2 separate regions of the Mus musculus genome follow, and region 2 is linked to region 1. Evidence: chromatin contacts called from public promoter capture Hi-C data. All regions are on one chromosome and are shown on one strand. The core of a region is the stretch at or near the end of the contact, and the rest is flanking DNA. Distances in the headings are between cores, read along the strand shown.

What was found. Capture Hi-C pulls out chosen DNA fragments and counts their contacts.
Region 2: a contact with region 1 is called in a promoter capture Hi-C map of adipose tissue, with 2.7 times the contacts expected there. The contact joins the promoter of Foxo3 here to the promoter of Gtf3c6 in region 1. A contact is called at or near these places in 1 of 484 Hi-C or Micro-C datasets (B cells) and 1 of 9 other capture datasets (adipose tissue).

What each region holds. Positions count from the first base shown.
Region 1 is chr10:40,253,576-40,260,128 of GRCm38.p6, forward strand. Gtf3c6 (general transcription factor IIIC, polypeptide 6, alpha) reads right to left here and starts at 4,137. Exons shown (of 6, transcript NM_026113.5): 1 at 4,004-4,137; 2 at 3,638-3,718; 3 at 826-889; 4 at 689-733. The coding sequence starts at 4,084. Rnu3a (U3A small nuclear RNA) reads left to right here and starts at 4,893; the gene lies at 4,893-5,104.
Region 2 is chr10:42,272,654-42,279,206 of GRCm38.p6, forward strand. It overlaps Foxo3 (forkhead box O3), which reads right to left and starts at 4,042. Exons shown (of 4, transcript NM_001376967.1): 1 at 3,873-4,042; 2 at 2,163-2,892. The coding sequence starts at 2,780. It overlaps Gm38485 (a long non-coding RNA gene), which reads right to left and starts at 2,156. Exons shown (of 2, transcript XR_380269.1): 1 at 1,245-2,156.

The DNA of each region.
Region 1 (6,553 bases), core at 2,887-5,386:
TTCAAATGCTGAGATTAAAGGTATGTCCTACCATGCCCAGTCTAAGCTATTTAATTTTAATATTACACATTTTAAAAGAATTTTTCATTAATGTGTATGCCTGTCTGTATGTGAGAATGTGCCCTCTGATGCCAGATCCTCTGGAGACAGTGTCACAGGCAACTGTGAGTCACCCAACATGGGGACTGGGAACTGAACTCTGGTTCTCTGGGAAAAAAACAGCCATGTTCCCTAACTACTGAGCCATCTCTTCAGTCCCCAGTATTTACTATATACATTGTATATCTGAAGCTAGGCATAGTGGTGTATGGCTATAATCCCAGCACTATGGAGGCATGAGGATTGTGAGTTCAGAGCTAGCCTGAGCTACAGCTTGAGCTGATAATGAACCACAAGAACACAAAATAAAGAACAAAAGGCAAAACAAGCAGTATGTCTGGAATAATCTGTAGAAAAAGGTCGTCTTGGGCTGGTGAGATGGCTCAGTGGGTAAGAGCACCCGACTGCTCTTCCGAAGGTCTGGAGTTCAAATCCCAGCAACCACATGGTGGCTCACAACCATCCGTAACAAGACCTGACTCCCTCTTCTGGAGTGTCTGAAGACAGCTACAGTGTACTTACATATAATAAATAAATAAATCTTTAAAAAAAGAAAAAAAAAAAAAAGAAAAGAAAAAGGTCGTCTTACCTCGTTCAACACCTTCTTCAAATATAACACAGGTACCAAGCGTATCTGCGGGGAAACATGAATCAAGTCAGGAAAGGCTGCAGTACATCTCTGAGAACCGTGTGAAAAAGAGGCTTTTGTGTCGGGTACCGCCATACCTTCATACTCCCCAGCAAACACATAGCTGTCCACTTGCATGATGGGCCTCTCCGTGTCAATTCCCTATAACAGATTAAAAGACAAAATCCACCATCATTTAAAAAATGCCCTTGGGGGGTTAGAGACATGGCTCAGTGGTTAAGAGCACTGACAGCTCTTCCAGAGGAACTGAGTTCAATTCCAGCAACCACATGGTAGCTCACAACCATCTGTAATGAGATTGGATGCCTTTTTCTGGTGTGTCTGAAGACAGCAGCAGTGTACTCATACACATAAAATAAATTTAAAAATCTTTTAGGGCTGGTGAGATGGCTCAGCAGGTAAGAACACCCGACTGCTCTTCCGAAGGTCCGGAGTTCAAATCCCAGCAACCACATGGTGGCTCACAACCATCTGTAACGAGATCTGACTCCCTCTTCTGGAGTGTCTGAAGACAGCTACAGTGTACTTACATATAATAAATAATAAATAAATCTTTAAAAAAAATATTAAAAAAAAATCTTTTAAAAATGCCCTTGGCATGGTGGCGCATGCCTTTAATCCCAGCACTCGGGAAGCAGAAGCAGGCAGATTTGTGAGTTTGAGGCCAGCCTGGTCTACACAGTGAGTTCCAGGACAGCCAGGGATACACAGAGAAACCCTGTCTCGAAAACAACAACAACAACAACAAAAGCCCTTGGAACTGGGCAGTGAAGGACATATCTTTAATCCCAGCACTTGGGAGGCAGAGGCAGGCAGCTCTCTGTGAGTTCAAGGCCAGCCTGGTCTACAGAGCTAGCTCTAGAACAGCCAGGGCTACACAGAGAAACTCTGTCTCAAAAAACAAAAACAAAACAAAATAGAAAATGCCCTTGTGAGGTCATCCTGGTCTACATAGTGAGTTATAGGACAGCCAGGGAAACACAGAGAAACCCTGTCTTGGAAAACCCAATTAAAAAAAAAAAAGAAAGAAAGAAAAAAAGAAAGAAAGAAAGGAAGGAAGGAAGAGAGAGAGACAGACAGACACCCGGCGTGGTAGTGCACGCTTTGATCCCAGCACTCGGGAGGCAGAGGCAGGTGGATTTCTGAGTTCGAGGCCAGCCTGGTCTACAAAGTGAGTTCCAAGACAGCCAGGGCTATACAGAGAAACTCGGTGTCAAAAAAAACAAACAAAAAAAAAAAATGCACCTTGGACTAGGTGTGATGGGCCATGCCTTTCACACTTGGAAGGCAAAGAGGCAGACCATCCGTGAGTCTGACACAAGGCTGGCCTCAGCTCACTGAGATATGCCTGTTTGCACTTCCTATGCATTGGGTGGGATTAAGAGTATGTCCATGCTGGAGAGATGGCTCAGTGGTTAGGAGCACTGACTGCTCTTCCAAAGGTCCTGAGTTCAAATCCCAGAAACCACAAGGTGGCTCACAACCACCCATAATGAAATCTGACACCCTCTTCTGGTGTGTTTGAAGACAGCTACGGTGTACTTATTTATAATAATAAATCTTTAGGCCAGAGCAAGCAGGGTTGACCAGAGTGAGCAGAGGTCCTAAATTCAATTCCCAACAACCACATGAAGGCTCACAACCATCTGTACAACTACAGTATACTCATATACATAAAATAAATAAATAAATCTTTAAAAAAAATGTCCACCATGCCTGAGTGGACTTTCTGTTGTCGTTTTGAGACGGGGTCTCTCTGTGGGTCTGTCTGTCTGTCTTAGAACTTGCTATGTACACCACACTACTCATCTCTGATTGGCATGTTGGGGTAAGTGGCAGAAATTAACCTGTTTAAATATTTGAAGCCAAGGATTTTGCCCAAAAATTTTGATAACAGCTTTATCCCCCATCCCTACCCCCATCCCCCAAAGACAGGGTTTCTCTGTGTAACAGCCCTGACTGTCCTGGGACTCACTCTGCAGACCAAGCAGGCCTCAAACTTAAGAGATCCGTTTGCCTCTGCCTCATGAGTGCTGGGATTAAAGGTATGTATCATCATCAGGCAATAACGTAATATTTTAAACTGTGTCTTCTCCAGGCATTTTGAAGACAGGGCTTTCTGTAGATCAAGGTGGCCTAGAACTTACTATATCATTAAGGATGACAATGAGCCAGGCGGTGGTGGCGCACGCCTTTAATCCCAGCACTTGGGAGGCAGAGGTAGGCAGATTTCTGAGTTCGAGGCCAGCCTGGTCTACAAAGTGAGTTCCAGGGCATTCCGGGGAGTTGGGGGGTAGGATGACAATGAACTTCGGATCCGCCTGCCTTGGGCTCTCCAGTGCCGGCATTACAGGTGTGCACCAGGACAGCCTGCTCTCATGCTATTTTTTCCTAATTGGCTTGTGAGGAGTGAGCCAAAGACACACCAAAGGCATGGTGAAGCAGGTGACATGGGTACTTGGTGACCGGCCGGGCAACACTGCATACATATCCACACTTAGACCAGAGTCTGCGTCCAGACTAGTACACTCAACTGTGGTACTATTGGAGGATAGAACTGAGGCCACGCCCACTACAAGGAAGGCAGGCACTGCTTAACAGCATGGATTAGGCTTTGTCCTGAAAGTCCCCCAGAAGTTTCATACAAGGTGTTTTGCTCTTTCTCTCCAGCCACACATTCAGACAGTGAAGAAGAAGCAGTCAGGCATTTTCTCTGCTCCCATAGAATCCCTCCCTTGTAACCTACTCTTCTGGTATGAGCCTGGAGCGTTTGATCACTGCTTTGTAAGGTGGGATGAACGTCTCTCTCTTTGTGGACAAGCATATCACCTTTTAGTCTTGTTTTAACTTTAAGAAAATCTACAACATTCCCCGAATTCTAAGACTCACCAAAATCTTGCATTTATTTTCACATTTGGAGAGAAAGTCTGAATCAATGATTCCTGACAATTCTACCAGAACAAACTGCTCCTGGTGGAAGAAAGCAAAGTTAATAAGGTAGACAAGGGGCAGTAAATAAGAAATGCCCCAAATTTCTCTGTGAAAACTCGATCCAGTTTCTGGTGGAAACCGATTCTTTCTAGAATGGGTAAACCAGAACTGAAGCTAGCCCTCCACGGCTTCTCGGGCTTCGGAAAGCCAGCGAGCTGTCTACCGGCCTCCCTCCCTCCGTCCGCATCCCAGACTCCCTTCCCCACCCAGGGGTGGCTCAACCAAGACCGCCCGCGCCGCAGGCCTCTGACCCTCGCTTACAACCTCCTCTAGCTCCTCTTCCTCCTCCTCCAAGTCCTCCCAAATGGGATCCACTGCCGCCGCCATAGCGTTCGGAGACGCCATCACTGGCCACGCCCCCTGTGGATGCCATTTTGGATACGGGCAGCGGCGTCCGGCTTCCGGCCAGAAAGCAAGATGGCGACGCCAGGCTTCCGTAAGTGGGTCCCACGTGGAGACTCGACACGCTCCGAGCTTCGGGAATTTAGGGTATTTAGCCCCACTTTGAAGAACGTGGCTCATAGAGCTCAGGCTACACTGAACTCAGTAAGTAGCTGAGGATGAGCGTAATCAACTGCCTCCACTATAAAACAAAACCTCACGTTTATTGTCTGCCGAAGGAGACTAGAGGATCAATGGTGGCCTCCACTTTTCATCCCAACATCTAAGGACGCGGGAGGGAGAGGATTAATGCAAATTCTAGGCCAGAGTGGCTACTTAGTTAACACAAACCCAGCAGTGACGCTACTGGGACAGGGTGGAATTCAGACCGCAGAGGACACAAATCAACACCCATCTTAAGTAAAACGCAGCCTGAGGAGCCGCACCCACCCTTTAAAACTGGTCCGGAAGTGATTTTCTTAGGATGACTGAAGACACTGGCGTGTGATTGGCTATTATCCTCAATATGTTAATTATGAACTTGATTCTGAGTTAGTTTACAAGTCATAAGTATTCAGAATGAGTTTTTGTTTTTGTTTTTTTTTTTTGCAAAATAATATACGAACACAGCTTCGAAAGTGCATGTGTATGGTATTCCTTAGGAGAATATTACGGGGTTTTCGCGGGGGGGGGGGGGCGGGTGGGGAATGTCACCATTAGTTAAAAATGTGCTGTCAGAGGTGGCCTCGCGGCGGCTGGCAACGCTAAACTAAGACTATACTTTCAGGGATCATTTCTATAGTTTGTTACTAGAGAAGTTTCTCTGACTGTGTAGAGCACCCGAAACCACGAGGAGGAGACAGAGTGTCCTTTCCTGAGCGTGAAGCCGGCTTTTAGTGCTGCATTTTGCAACTGCTATCTGCCATTGATGATCGTTCTCAACTCTCTTGAGGGTTGAGAGGGAGAGGACACAGTCTGAGTGGTTTCTTTTATATTTAGTTGAAAGTTAGAGTAGATGCTTTGGTCCTGAGCTACTAAATGGATATCTTTCCTCTTGTATTTTACATGGCTTATACTGTGTAGCCCGGTCATTCCTCTCTGTATGGTCCCAGACGACCTCCAACTCAAGTTCTGCTTTCTGCCTGCCTCAGCCTCCTAAGTGCTGGGGTTTAGGGTGTTCACTACAGCCTGGCTGACCTGCCTTTCTTGTTCTTAGTATGAATGTAGTTATAATGTTCACGAGACCATTAACTGCAAGAAAAATTTTAAGTGCTTATGAACAACAAAACAGGAAAGAATTTTGTCCTATTAGTAGTTGTGTGTGAAGTAAACTTAGGTCTTCTGCAAGCATGACTGAAGCTCCTTGCAGAGGAAAAAAAAATCTATGAGGAAGGCTATTAACCTGAACTAGTAAATAAAGAATATTAAATGTGATAGTGGTCGCAATATTAAGACACTGCCACTAGGAGGCGACAAGTGATTTAACAATCTGCTCCTTCTTGCTCTTTTACTTGGAAAACTTATATGAGAATTTTTATTTTCTCCTTTTTGTTGTTGTTGTTGTTGTTGTTTTAGTTTTTCGAGAGGGTTTCTCTATGTAACAGTCCTGGCTGTCTTGAAACTCGTTTTGTAGACCAAGCTTTCCTCGAGCTTACAGAGAGCTTCCTGCCTCTGCTGGAATTAAAGGTATACACCACCATACCAGGCTTAAAAATATGTTTTATAGCAGAGTTCTTGTAAAAGAGCCTTTAGAGGTAACATCTTGTCTCAGAAATGAACATTTTGCACTTACATAAGAGTAAGATACAGTAAGTTTTTGTTTTTTCTGTTTTAAACTTGTACTTTACTTGTATGAGAAAATGAAGTGCAAGACTCGGAATGTAGCTCAATTGTAGGGCCTGGAACCTTCAAAACCCTTGATCCTTTCCTGGTGGTGATGGCCCACGCACTCAGGAGTTCAAAGGCTAGCCTGGTCTACAGAGTAAGATCCAAGACAACCAGGGCTACACAGAGAAAAACCATCTCTCTGGGGGCGGGGCGGGGCGGGGCGGGACGGGGCGGGAACTACAAAGTGCAGGATAACTTTGGCTTCAAATTTCAGCTGCATCACAATGTGCTGAAAGGCTTCTCCAGATCTCTGAAGCACTGCAATCTAATTCTGGGAAGTTCAGTATAGGACAGATAGCAAGTGTGCAGGTTATACTGATGCTCTGTTCTAAGGAATTCAGTTGAAAAACTCTGATAGAAAATAATAGCAAAGAGCCATTTGCAAGCAGCCATGTACAACTAAATACTGAGAGATACTAAGCATCCCAGCTCGATAGAGAGTAATAATAGCTGTGAAAATAAAATGTAATTCTTTATTTTTATTTCATTATTTTTTGTGTGTATGTGTATAGGTGTTTCACCTACATTATGGTTTGTGCAACACAC
Region 2 (6,553 bases), core at 2,792-5,291, 2.0 Mb after region 1:
ACCCAGCTGGCCAGTCAGCCTCCTGTTCAAAGGGCCTTCTCTCCCCATCATTAAAAATATGGAAGTGCCTGCACGGCTACTTCCTTTGATGAAGGTCACCTTACAAAAATTTCAACTAAATTATATTCCTTCAAGTCTTCTAGGATTCCATGACACATATCCTTAAAATTAAAGCAAAAATAATTATAAAACATATGCCCTAAATTAAACATAATAAGCCTTTAGATATTCTATTGGCAATTTCTCATATGGCTTTAGTTGAAGCAAGATAGCAGTAAAAGAAAAACCTGTGAGACAAACAATAACAACATGACCACCCACATATGCCTGTGTCCCCTTAACTCTATTGAAAGCCTAAAATCTTTATGAAAATACGGACCAAACTCAACTATGGCTTCTTTTGGTAACAGGCGTGGGTCACAACGCCTTTAGAAGGTTTTCGATTTACTACTTTCAGAAGTAAATCTAAAAAAAAACTAAAGCCACAAACATACAAAACTGGTTATTTTTATAAGCACAATAGAATTATAGAATTAAATTATTTTGAAATCCTAAAAAAAAAAAAAAAACCAGTGGGGGCTAGGGAGATGGATCCATGGGTAAAGGTGCTTGCCCCAAACTTAATGATCTGAGTTCAACTCCCAGAATCCACTTGTTGGAAAGAGAGAACCACTCCCCAAAGTTGTCCTCTGACTTACACATGCTATCACATTAGCAATACTTCCAAACAGAACCTTGTCCTTTCTGTAAACAACCTCACACATGTGCCATTCCTTTGGAAATCAACAAAACTGGATCAAATATAAGCTTGTAACATCAGCATCTGAATCACCAGAAATGAGATGGGTTTGTGGAATAGTATCAAAGCATACGTTCTGCTTTTAAACCGTCCACGCAAGGCTCTTCGGTATCAGACACTTTTTCAAGTCCCTTTATCTGCAAGGCTCTTCCATAGGCTTTATCTCAGGTCTCCACAAAGATGAGCTGTTCTTATTTATACACCTAGAAACCTAGAAGCCAGAAGCCACAGAGCTCACAATGACAGCGAAATAGGAAAAGGAAGGAAACTGCAAGCAAGAGCAACTGCTGAGTAACTTCGCTCCAGGGACGTGGGGCTGTGGCTGCTTTCAGGGGAATGGGCCTGGAGGTGCCCTGAAGAGCAGGGGAGCCCGGCAGGGGACCAGGAGTCAATCTCTTTGGATGCCCAACTGCAGGAAGTCATTACATCATAGGCCTTTCCTCACCTCTCTCCCTACCACGTGTCGGGTGCCCCAAGAGGCTGAAAGGGAACAGAAGAGTCTCTCTGGCTCCTTTATAGATAGAAGCCATTATGGCCCAACCCTGCTATCAGCCCTCCCCTCCCTCCTTTCCTCCCCTCCTCCCTCCCTCCCTCCCACAGAGGCAAAGCTCTGACCGGAGTCCCCGACACGTGACAACCCCGCCTCAACCACTGCCTACAGCAGCATAGACCTCCAGCGGAGCAGCAGGTGTAGCCAGCACACTTTTAGATGACAAACCCGACCTGTTTCAAGCCCCAAAGCATTTCAGAGGCTACCTGCTGGCAGGCTTGCTGAAGTGACGTCTCTCAAGAGCAAAGGTGTGTGAGGAAAGGCGTGAGAGCCGGCCAGGGAACAGTCTGCAATCATTGCTTTTTCTAATGGGATCGATTTGCCTGTTGGTGTCAACACCCACAAGCACAAGTTGGACCCAAAGATCCTCAGTTTGCTAGTATCATGCTCCTGCCACTGCCTTGAACGCTGTCCCAAACACTCCCCCACACACGCCTTCCCTCCACCCACAATGTCCTCGGTGCATCCCACTTCCACCTCCTGTATTCCAAAGTTGGCCGCGGAGCTACCTCCTCCCCGCAGCCGAGGTAAGCCAGCACATACAAATGTCTTGGTCCTTCCTCCTTAGTGTCCCTTGCCCACAGCCTACTCATCTGGGCATGCCCAAAACTTGCCCAGGACCCTCCCTTCCCACTTTGAGGCCATCCCCAGGCTTCCCTCCTATAGGAGTGAAAAGAATCCCCCACCCCAAAGGCTCACAGCGAAGCTCCTCTGCCAGCCCTCTCTGGACGGCCGCAAACCGACCGCTTCGATACGCGCTTGGCGCTGCGAAGGCCTGGCAGGTCCGACCACCAGCCCCTGATAGGCACGCACCTTCCAGCCCGCAGAGCTGTTGCTGTCGCCCTTATCCTTGAAGTAGGGCACACAGCGCACCATCCACTCGTAGATCTGGGACAAAGTGAGCCGTTTGTCCGGGGAGCTCTCGATGGCGCGGGTGATCAGGTCGGCATAGGACAGGTTCCCCCAGGCATTCCGCCGCGAGGAGCATTTCCTTGGTTGCCCAGAGCCCCCAGCCGCCCCCGGCTGCGGCTGTGGCAGTGGCTGCTGAGGCTGCAGCTGCGTCGGCGTGCCCCCACTCAGAGCGCCTGCGGCGGACGCTGGCCCCGACCCGAGGTCCTGCCCTCCTGGAGCCAGCAGCATGGCCGAATCCTCGAGGAGCAGCCCGGAACCCAGCGTGCTGCTCACGCCGCCACCGATCACCATGGCCGAGCTGGCTCGGCCGCCGCCGTCCTCGTCGTCTTCATCGTCGTCCTCCTCGGGGATCATGGAGTCTGCGGCCGTCTCCCCCGAGGGCTTGGCCGGGCTCGCCTGCAGCTCCGGCCTCTGCAGGGGCCACGTACAGGAGCGTGGCCGACTCTGTGGCTCGAACTCTGGGTCCAGCTCCACTTCGAGCGGAGAGAGCGGGACCGGGGAGGCTGGTGCCTCTGCCATCTTCGCCGCCTGCCCGCCGCCCGCGGCTTGGGCTCTTGCTCTCTCCTCTCGAGCCCAGGCTGGGTGCGGCGGGGGAGGAACGGGGCACCGCGAAGGTTCGAGCTCCAGCTACCTAGGGAAGCGCGAAGAGAGAGTTGGTTATCCTGTGTTGGAGCCTAGTCCGCGGAGACTCCTCGCCCGCGGCCGCCACCTAGAACGGATAGACCTGGGGACGTGCGTCCCGCGAACCTGGCGCAGCAGACGCCGCCCCCTGGCCTGGCCGCCCGGGAGACGCGAGCGAATCGACGGCCCCGCGCGGGGCAGCCCCCTCCCCCGCTGCCGTCGCCAGAACCGCAGGTCTCTCCCGGACTAGATGGCGGGGCGGAGGGGGGAGGGGCGTCCCGGGGGAGGGGTGGCCGCGCCATTAAGTGTGGGCGGCCTCCGGACCCCAACAGCTCCGCAGTGGTCGGAGGGCGAGCGTGCGTGCGTGCGTTTGTTTATGTTTGGCTCTGGCTCGCTCAAGTGCCTCCCGCGGAGGCGCAGGGCAAGTCAGCAGAGTCCTGGGCTCTTCTCCCGCTCCCCAGCCCTGCGATCCCCCCCACCCCTCCCAGGCGAGAGGCCCCCTAGGGCTGGCGCGGGCAACTCCCGTCTTTTCCTCTCCGCCCGCGGACCAGCAGGGAGAGCGTGGGGGTCTGGGTGCAGACCTGCCAAGATCACTTCCAACAAGAGAGAGAGAGAGAGAGGGCCGACCCCGCAGGACTAAGAAGATCTGAGATGTATTTTCTTGGGGACGTGGGGCCCTCCGCCCCCTTCCAGGTCAGAAACGGGAAGGAGGAAGCAAGTGGGAACATAAATCTTCCAACAGGTCGGGAAGCGCCAAATCTCTCGGACTGCATGAAAACCCGGACCAGCACCGTTCATCACCTCCTTGCTCCCGCTGCTGCCATCTTGACAGTTCCCCCTTCCCTCAAGTCCTTTAAAGACACTAGCGGGAGAGAAGGGGGGGAGCACACCGAGTCACGGGGAGGGAAAGGGAAGCGCCTGGCCCAGCTCGGAAACAGATCCGGAGTCACTGGAAAGGCGGCCGCCCCGTTGCAAAGCTCCGGCGCCTACCTCGGCTCCTTCCCTTCAGGAACGAGGCGGGAGGGCGTACGATTCCGCGCGAGCCCAGGGCACCGCGACGAGGGGACTCTCGGGCCGCCGCCGCAGCCCGCCGGAGGAACCGCCTGTCAGCCTGTGCTGCGCCGCCGCCTTCCACATTCCTCCTCCTCCCTTCCACGAGCAGGGCGGCCGCGGCAGCAGCACAAAGTTATAGCCACTCACAGGGAGCCTCAACCTAGGATGACGGCGGGGCGGGTCCCCGCCCAGGGGGAGGGCTGGGGCGGGGGCCGGGAGGGCTGCTGTGCGTGCGTGTGGGAGTGCGCGTGTGTGCGCCCTCGCGCCTGCGCGGGGCTGCGGGAATGGGGGCGGGCGCGCGCGGGTCGGGACTCGGCCGGCTCCGCAGCCCTCCCGGTTGGGGTCCCGCGCTCTCCTGGGGACCTCAGCGGCCACGCTGGCCCGGGACGGGAGGCCAGGTCAGACAACACACCACTGCGCGCCGCCCCGCGCTCTCAGCCTTGGGCCCTGCGTTTGGCTCGTGGGCCCGTGGCCTGCCCGTGGGTGCGTGGGGTCGGAGCCCGCCCCAGTATCGGGTTCCTTATTAGAACCTGACACCAGGGAACACCCGGGTTAAGCCGGCAGCCGCAGGTGACAAGGGTTACCTGGGCGTGGAAACACTGGCCGGCGAAGATCGCGCCGAAAGGTGTGTCACTGGACCCTCACCTGGGACACCCGGCGACAGTCGTGCTTCGCTTTTCACGGATTTTAAGGCTAAGTGGGAAAAGTGCAACTCAGGAAGAAAAGTGCAGTGCGCCCCAGTCCTGAACGCAGGAGCAGAAGATAGCTAACTGGAAGCGGGCAACAGTTTTCTTATGCTAAAGCAGCTGATTACGTGCTTGACTTTTCTAAGTCTATAGACTTCAGATCGCACCTTCACAATCCCTTATCCCACGATCCGTGCCTCCCGGCCGTACTGTGTGCTTTTCTGCGCCACACGCGACATGCATACCAAAAGTCTACCATGCATTCTGGTTCATACGTATCTTTCCAAACAAAACCCTCTCGGTCTCTGCAGCTAAAGTCTGGGCTCCGCAACAACCCAATACCCCAAAAGAGCCAGCCTAAAAGAGCCTGCAGAGGCCGCCCACCCCGGAACTCCGGCCTCCAGGCTTTACGCGTGATCCGTCACTCAAGTGACGTGAGGCCCCCGCCCCTGCACCAAGCTAGTTCGACGCGTACAAACAGATGATGTCATTGTCTCTACACGCGCGTGACCCCGGAGCCCTGCGCCGCATCGCCATTCGCTGCGCGGCTTCCTCGTCAAGCCACGCCGAGCGCTGACTGGCCGCCGCCGCCAGTCTCTGGGCTCCAGACGCCTCTCGCTCCTCTTCGCCCCCGCCCCCAGCAAATAATAAACAATCGAGTAAAATTGCAAGGACAGAGGGGAGGGAGAGCGAAGGCGCGCTGAGTGGCAGCCTTCGCCGCGCAGACAGCGGGAGGACTAGAGGAGGACTGTGCAGGGAGGAGGGAAAGGAGGTAGGGAGCGGATCTGAGCCGCACGCTCTATCAGGGCGAGAAACTTTGAGAACCTCGGCGAGGCCAGCTTGCTAGCACGGCGGGCTCTAGGACCCCAGGGCCCTGGCGAGACGGGAGGGGCGGAGCCTGGTTGCGCAAAGCCCGTGGGCGGAGCCCGGCGGCACGTGCGGGAGGAGGGGGCGCGTTGCACGGGCTCGCCCGGGACGCGCAGCCCCGGCGGCTGGCGCGCTTGTTTACCAGCACACGTGTGTGTTATTTTTGAGATGGAATGTGGGGCTGGCTGAACGGCTGGCGCGTGGGGCCGCCCGCGTCGGCGGAGGGACGCGGCGAGGCCCGCGCTGCCGCGGCCTCCCCGGGCGCTGTTTGCAAGGAAGCCAGGCTGGCCCGTAACCCGCTTCCCGCATAGCCCAGAAGTCCGGACCACGCATCTGGACGGCGAGATTCTCGCGCTGCCCAAGCAGCTGCAGAGACCAAGGGCGCAGACCGAGAAACGCTGCCTCCTTTGCGTGCTCTTGGGGCTCCTGCCTTCACCAGAACAAAGCAACTGCTTTAGATACACACCGGTGCACACACCTGGACCACAAGGTGGACACTTAACACCCTGCGTGGTCTGTGACCTTGCTACAAATATCCCCAGTCCTTTGGTGCAGGTTTTCGGGCTGCATGGCTCGGCCCATTTACGAATAAATATATTTCCATCACCTCGGCTTGTCTTCGGAAAGTGGAGCTGAAGAAAGGAATTCTGCCTTTTAGGGTTGCTATGCTACCTTAGGACCCGCCTCTGTCCTTTCCAGTCTGATCCACTAAATAAGCCCAGAACTTGATTTTGATTTACAGCCTGGCAATATAGATGGTGATGTGGGGTCACAAATTCAGCTTCGATTGCCTGTGCCTCAAATGAGTGGGGATTTGTGCAGAGAGGTTAGGGTTTATTACCTGGAATCTGGTGTTAGGCTCTGTGCCCAGATCCAGAAGGCCAGCTCACTGATACTTTGCAATGTGCAACGCAAACGCCAAAGACTTCACTCACTGTTTTTAAAACACCAAATATATATATATATATGTATATATGTACATATATATATACCATATACATATATGCGTGTATACATATATATGTCTAGATACACGTGTGTATATATAAATATATGTGTGTACAT